Linked DNA regions of Mus musculus: region 1 is linked to region 2. A link is a contact called in public Hi-C data. All regions are on one chromosome and are shown on one strand. The core of a region is the stretch at or near the end of the contact, and the rest is flanking DNA. Distances in the headings are between cores, read along the strand shown. Region 1 has its middle 18 kb from the start of Gm30159. Region 2 overlaps Pvt1 (Pvt1 oncogene).

Region 1 (3,496 bases), core at 514-3,013, 1.1 Mb after region 2:
TAAGAAGGAAGAGGAGGGAGAAGAGAAGGAGGGAGGAAAGAAGAAGAGAGGAAAGAAGAGGAAGGGAATAGCAATGCTTATACCCAGGGTTCCATAAAAACTGGACATACACATGTATGTATTAGAACAGAAAGGTGCTTTACAGGAGTCTAAAGTGATAGCACAAATATTCATATTAAAGGACTTTGGAAATTAGCAACGTATAGAAGGTAGACCTTATGGAAATGATCGTTTTTTTTAAAAGGCTTATGTAGTTAGAGAACTTGTGAACTAAGCAAAGCTGGATTAACTGGAATAGGTATCATCTTTTACAGATGCTGGTTTCACTGAAACATTGGCCTCTGTGCCACTGTTATACAACATAGAAAGAAATAAAGGACACATGCTCCACTATGTTCATAGCAGCCTTATTTACAACAGCCAGAAGCTTGAAAGATCCCAGATGTCCTTCAACAGAGGAATGGATACAGAAAATGTGGTACATTTACACAATGGAGTACTACAGAGCTATTAAAAACAATGAATTTATGAAATTCTTAGGCACATGGATGGAATTAGAAGATATCATCCTGAGTGAGGTAACTAAGTTACAAAAGAACACACATGGTATGCACTCACTGAATAAATGGATATTACCCCAAAATCTCAGAATACCCAAGATATAATTCACAGACTACATGAAGCTCAAGAAGAAGGAAGACCAAAGTGTGGAAGCTTCAATCCTTCTTAGAAGGGGTAACAAAATACTCATAGGAGCAAATATGGAGACAAAGTTTGGAGCAGAGATTAAAGGAAAGCCATCCGGAGACTCCCCAACCTGGGCATCCATCCCATATACAAACACCAAACTGAAACACTGTTGCAGATGCCAAGAAGTGCTTGATGACAGGAGCCTGACATAGCTGTCTCCTGAGAAGCTCTACCAGAGCCGGACAAATACAGAAGCAGATGCGCACAGACAACCATTGGACTGAGCATGGGATTCCCAAGGAAGGAGTTAGAGAAAGAACTGAAGGAACTGAAGGAGTTTGCAACCCCATAGGAAGAGCAATAATATCAACCTACCAGACTCCCCCCACCCCCATCCCCAGAGCTCCCAGGGACTAAACCACCAACCAAAGAGTACACATGGAGGAACCCATGGCTCCAGCTGCATATGTAGCAGAGGATGGCCTTGTTAGACATCAAGGGGAGGAGAGACCCTTGGTCCTGTGAAAGTTTGATGCCCCAGTGTATGCCATGGCAGGGAGGCAGGAGTGGGTGGGTGGGGAAGCACCTTCATAGAAGCAGGGGGAGGGAGGATGGGATAAGGGGTTTCTGGAGGGGAAACTGGGAAAGTGAATAACCTTTGAAATGCAAATAAATAAAATATCCAATAAAAAAAAAGGAGAGAGGGAAAGAGGGAGAGGGGAAGAGGATAGGGAAGGAGGGGGAAAGGGAGGGATCAATTCTCTCTTTCAGATATGTCTGTATTTCTCAAAAAGTGCAAAACAAAGGTTCTTATTGCTATCCATCAGAGACCCATCATCCTTACTCTGAGGACAGAGCATCCTTGAGCTCCAGATAACTGGGGTTGCAGAGCAAAGACACTTTATGCTCAAGGCTTACAGATAAGGTTTTGAGCCTCAGCAATGACACTGCTGCTCTCTACATGTGACAGCTATACAAGTATTTTTAGCTTTGCTCCAGAAAGGATGAGCATCAGCTCTGGAGTCACATGTCTTTTGCTACCACAAGCCAGGCTGTCATCTTCAGCGAAATGCTTTGCCTAAAACCTTCTCTCTTCACATCTGTGCAACTAGGAGAGTATGAGCACCTCACTCACTGGCTCTTGGCGAGGGTTAAAGAAGAGAATGGTTTATGAAGCACATTTCTTCTTGCCTGGCACTTGCTAAGTGCTAACTAAATGGTTGCAATTATAATTATTCATGTATTCATTCAAAAACTATGTATTAATCATCTTCTCTGTGCCAGGCATTGCTAGGCAATGTGAGAATACAAAGATGAATAAATGAGGAGTCCCTCTCCTCAAAACTCTCCCTGCATTATGTCCATATGTAACCTTTGCATTTATTCATGTATGTAAATCCTCGTCTGTGTGTGTGTGTGTGTGTGCCTGTGTACTCTGTACATTGGGAGTGCCCATGGCATGAATTCTGCACTCTGTGCAAATTGCAGTGAACAAAGTCCCGCTTTGAAACACAAGAGAAGGGTGGGGGCTGCTGATGTAGCCATCCATCTTTCTCCTCTTCAGAGGTGGGTGGCTGTTTGCTCTGGGAACACTGACGATATGACCATTAAATCATTTCAGAATGGTGGAGCTGGGAGGTCCTAGCAAGGCCTTCCCTCACACCCACCCTGTTCTGGCACAAAGAAGGGTGTTATACCTCATACACAGAAACAGGCAGGCCACAGGAAAAGGGCTCTTTGTGCCAAGTAGTTTTGCCCAGTCCTCCTCCAAGTGGGGAATCAAGAAACGATCCATCAGCCTGGTTGTCTGGGAGTACCGAACTCCTCGAAACAGACCTATTAGCTGAAAGGATAAATATTTACTCTGAGTTCATCTGAATAACCCAGAAAGGGAACTCTGGTTTTTGTCAGTAATAAAAACACTCCCACCTAAGTCTGGAATTAGAGCTTTTTGTCTTTAAATCTTCCCTGCCTAGAATCACTCAGACTTCCTGTGAAAAACTAGATCAGGATTTCCTCATGTCCTCCAGAGCAGCTGGGGTTGGGGGTGGTGGTGGTTGGGGGGGGCACAAAGGCAGGCAGGGGTCATTCTACATGGGGGGTATTTTCTTTTACTGCACAAGTATGTGTGGCCTCTGTTTGCCTCTTAGTACACAGGTAACTGAAATCTTTGCCCTCGGGAGAGAAGGTGCAGACCGTTCTCTTAAAACACTCCAAATGGTGAAACAAGAGATTTTAGATAAACAGTTTTCAGAGGACCCCATTTCCTGAGCTATGCTTTGATCACATGATGACACCAGCAGCAAAAACACTGTTGTTATCCTTCCAAGGAAGATGTTCCAGAAAGAACTATTGTCTGGCTCAGAAAGGGGAGGATTTGATGCCATGGGGGAGGAGGGGAGAGCCATGGAGGAGGCTTGAGTAGAAGGATGGAGGAGGTGGGACATGCATCCCACACCAGACAAGTCCAGGGTGTTTGCCACAAGCTCCAGCCCCACTTCCCCCTCTTATGTCCCCTCATCTCTTTTGCACATCCAACAGTGACCTGAAGGGAAAATGTGCAGATGCTAGAAGCCATGCCTTTGTCTTCAATCTCAAGTCCAGTTCAAGGTCTGGGGTACAAATGTTCTTCAGAAAACATCAAATGAATGAGAGTGTTCATCATGATCTCTCCTTCAACCCCTCTGACTTCTTACTTCTCTCTCTATATATATTATGGGGGTAATGATATCCCCCAAGATTGTATAAAAATGAAAATGAACACCTATGCATTGCCACAGAGCCTGGTGCATTATATGAATCTAAA
Region 2 (3,630 bases), core at 21-2,520:
TTTTTGAGACAAAGTCTCCTATATTTTCAGGTTGCCTTTAAATTCCCAACTCCTTGTGCCTCTATCTCCAGAGTGCTGTGAGAACCAGTTTGTCATCATCAACCTATTCTCTCCTCATCTCGAATTCTGTTACTTTGGCTTGTTTGTTTATAAGTTGTTTTTTTTTTTAAGAGATTTATTTATTTTTATTTTTACCTATATGACTGTTTTGCCGCATGTGTATATGTTCACCACTTGTACCAGGTGCCTGCTGAGTTATAGTTGCCAGTTGCCATAGGTTTGCTGGCAATCAAACCCAGGTCCTCTGGAAGAGCAGCCAGTGCTCATCACCAAGTTGTCTCTTCAGCACTAGTTAAGTGTCTTCAAAGATAAAGCTTTGTGCGTGCCAGCTAAGTGAGCTGCAGCCCCAGTTATCGATTGCCTTCTGTTTTGGTTGGTGGTGCGTGAGGCATGGGGTGCTGTTCTATTTATCCACCTCTCTTCCTTCATTGACCTTAAACTTCTTGCAAGTAAGATATCTGGTGTCTACACAGCCCTAGGCCTTGTGGGAATCAGGTTACAGGTAAGAACTGCTCCCCTGACCTGCCGCCTCCCCCCATCCCCTTCCAAGGAAAGGGGAATCTGCTGTTTCTAAGGTTACTGTCTATCAGTTGTGAAACAGTTGACAGGGCAGAAAGCGAGGCCTTGCCTCCAAGGAAAGTACACTTGAAAAAGGAGGCAGCCAGAGAGCTGCAAGATACAACTGGGGCCATATAAAGGCCTGTATAGATCCCAGGTACTTTTGAGCAAATATGTCACCTCAGTTTCTGTGTCTGTAAAATTGGGTAACTGAGCTGCTGTGAGGATGGGAGGATCATCAGAGAGAGACATTAACGGGTAGAGGGCCTGGGCTCAGCAACAGAACCATTCTGGGTCCAAACACAGGTCATGAGACCGTAGTGGCTTCACCAGCTGTTCATCAGCATCAGAAAGTAGCCCTGGCTGGAATAAGATGTGAGGAGAAAGTCAGTCAGCTGCAGAGCAGTGCCCCGGAAGTCGTGCCTCCTCAGAGGTCAGACTGCCTTGTACACCGCCCTGGGAAGCTCACTGGGCCAGCCTATCTTCAGCTACGTCTTGTGGGAGGACAGTGGTTCTGCCCGCTGAGGGATGGTGCCCAGGTCTCAGTGCAGCAGCCCTTGAGTGAAAGCCTTTGCCATTGTTTATTATTCTGTAGGCCTGTTGCCTGGTGAATCAGCCTTGCCATTCGCTCTCTGCTCTTTCGAGCACGGATCCAGATCGAATGAGTCATTCATTTACTGAGCACATGCTGGGTGCCAAGCACTAGGCTAGCAAGAGCAAGAGGACAAAAATATCTACCATCCTATGGCTTCCATTTTCATCAAGGTACCCAAGAGAACAGGGTGGAAGGAGGGCATGCTCGCATGTGTGCGTGCGTGTGTGTGTGTGTGTGTGTGTGTGTGTGTGTGTGTGTGTGTGTGTATGTGCATAGGAGCACGTGTGATGATGTCAATGCCACGTGGGCCTAGTGTCCGGCTCAGCTTGTGTCTGGGCAGGCCTGGCATACAGTGGGCACCACGTAAGTAGTTCTTGCCGTGTTTATCATTGCTATCCTGCTTCTTCGGTGGCTGTCTTTCCTTTACAGCATTTTATTTTCCTTTGTAACGTGTGCCTGTTTTGTTTTATTTTTGGTAGACTGCATATGTGTGTCTGTCTTTTGCCAGTAAATGGTTAAACCCTGTGAACACTTGTTCCTTCTGCCCTTTACTCTCATGCTCATGGGATATATTTACTGCAGGCCAAGTCTATTCCAATAGGTTTCCAAAGTAGTGGGACTTATAATATAGCAAGATGAGACACGTGAGGAATTCTGCACATAGTAATGACATGTATGGTATCAGTGAGGGTTGAAAGTGCTTGGAGCCTAGCAGAGAGACATTAGCATCTGGAGGGCTGGAGTGGAGTTGGCTGCAGAGGGAGGCTCTCTGGGTAAAGCAATTCCGGGGTAATGCAGTGGTCCTATGGGCTCAGGAACTTGTGTGCTAGTGTAGGGCTGTGTATTTTTGGCCCTGGGGAGAGGTCAGACAGGCACCAAGGTCAGAGTGGGGATCTGCAAGAAGAATGGGAAGGGTCCAAGGAGAGTCAGTCAGGTGACAGCAATAGAAACAGAAACCAGAGTCACATGCTACATACAGGGCCTTTCAGAAAGTGCAAAAGCTCTTATTTGTGTACGTGGAAGTGTATTTGAGCGCATGTGTGTGCGTGGTACATGTGGAAGCCAGAGGACATTCCTGAGGTGCAAGCCACCTTTGGATCTCTCATTGACCTGGAGTTCACTGGCTAGGCTGCAAGCAGGCCTTTTATTTCTGCTGATGCAGAGGGTTGAATTTAAGGTATGATTGCAAGGCCCGCACGTTACTGACTGACCCATTCCCTAGTCCTCTCCCACCTTTCCTGAGACCAGGTCTCATTATGTATGTATATAGCTCAGGCTGGGACTTGGACTATGTAGCCACACCTTCCCAAGGGTTGGGATTATTCATTTGTAACCTTCTGGTTGAGAGCTGTTTATCTTTTACCCACTGGTTCACTGGGAGGTTTTAGGTGGTGGGTGATACGATTCTATTCAATTTAGGTTTTGAGATCAGAAAAAAGAAAATGGGACTGGAGGAAGGGGCAGCTGGAAGTGGAGTGTGAGGAGCCACTAAGCACACACCATAAGCACTTCTTTAGGCTGTGAGCTCTTGATGGGGCTACAGGAGTAAGCTGCAGGCTTTTCCTTGGAGATTCCAGCATGGAAAACTCCACCATCCAGTCCAGTAGCCTTCTGTGCCCAGAGTGTTTTTAAAATGAACTTGGAATGTGCTTTCTGTTAAATACATAGATTTTTTTTTTTTGAAAGCACACCCAAAAGGGGATGTAAAATCTGAGTGATCCAGTTTGGTCCAGTTGATCATATCTTGAAAGGGTAATATTTTAGATTGCCTTGGGTTAGGCGGAATAATATGCTTTTAAAGTTAATTTCATCTGTTTCTTAGCTTTACTTATTGTGGCTACTGGGAAATCTTCCTAACTTCTTTTTTCAAGACAGGGTTTCTCTATAGCCCTGGCTGTCCTGAAACTCACTTTGTAGACCAGGCTGGCCTTGAAATCAGAAATCCGCCTGCCTCTGCCTCCCGAGTGCTGGGATTAAAGGCATGCACCACCACGCCTGGCATTACTGGGAAATCTAAAACTGTACTTGGTAATGTTTCCATGAGACAGTCTGAGGTCTGGGAGGCATTTAGTGAACAGTGTGAGTGGCAGGCAGGGGATTCTGCAAAGAGAAGAAGCCATACCCCTTTTTCAAGATGCTTCCAGGAGGATTGATTTAGCTCAGTTTTAGGTTGTTTTTTTGGGCATGCCTAAAACCTGGCCTTGATCTCTATCTAACACGGAGGGAAGCAGGGAAGAGTTCAAGGTCTTGCCCATTTACAAATTGAATTTGTAGCTAGTCTGGGATACAGAAGACTCTATCCAAAAATAACACAAAACAAAACAACATTAAAAAATCAAAACGACATTAAAAAAAATCCTTCTACGGCAGAGAAAAAGGAGGGTGAACATAACTGCTGGCCCGTTTGAGGGGAGAGA

Evidence for each region. A called contact is a pair of places that touch in the nucleus more often than the background predicts.
Region 1: a Hi-C map of uterus shows a contact between it and region 2. The contact joins two enhancer-like sites. A contact is called at or near these places in 1 of 484 Hi-C or Micro-C datasets (uterus) and 1 of 115 datasets of contacts at active chromatin or transcription factors (the NIH/3T3 cell line).

The regions. Positions count from the first base shown.
Region 1 is chr15:63,161,283-63,164,778 of GRCm38.p6, forward strand. No RefSeq gene overlaps it. Among named protein-coding and RNA genes, the nearest start is that of Gm30159, 18 kb to the left of the region's middle. Within about 2 kb of position 1,764, at least 37 of the 459 cell types and tissues checked have an H3K27ac peak or open chromatin away from gene starts, as enhancers often do. A contact at or near this core is called in uterus, where this site is marked.
Region 2 is chr15:62,042,716-62,046,345 of GRCm38.p6, forward strand. All of the region lies in intron 1 of Pvt1 (Pvt1 oncogene), which reads left to right. Among named protein-coding and RNA genes, the nearest start is that of Pvt1, 6.5 kb to the left of the region's middle. Within about 2 kb of position 1,271, at least 173 of the 459 cell types and tissues checked have an H3K27ac peak or open chromatin away from gene starts, as enhancers often do. A contact at or near this core is called in uterus, where this site is marked.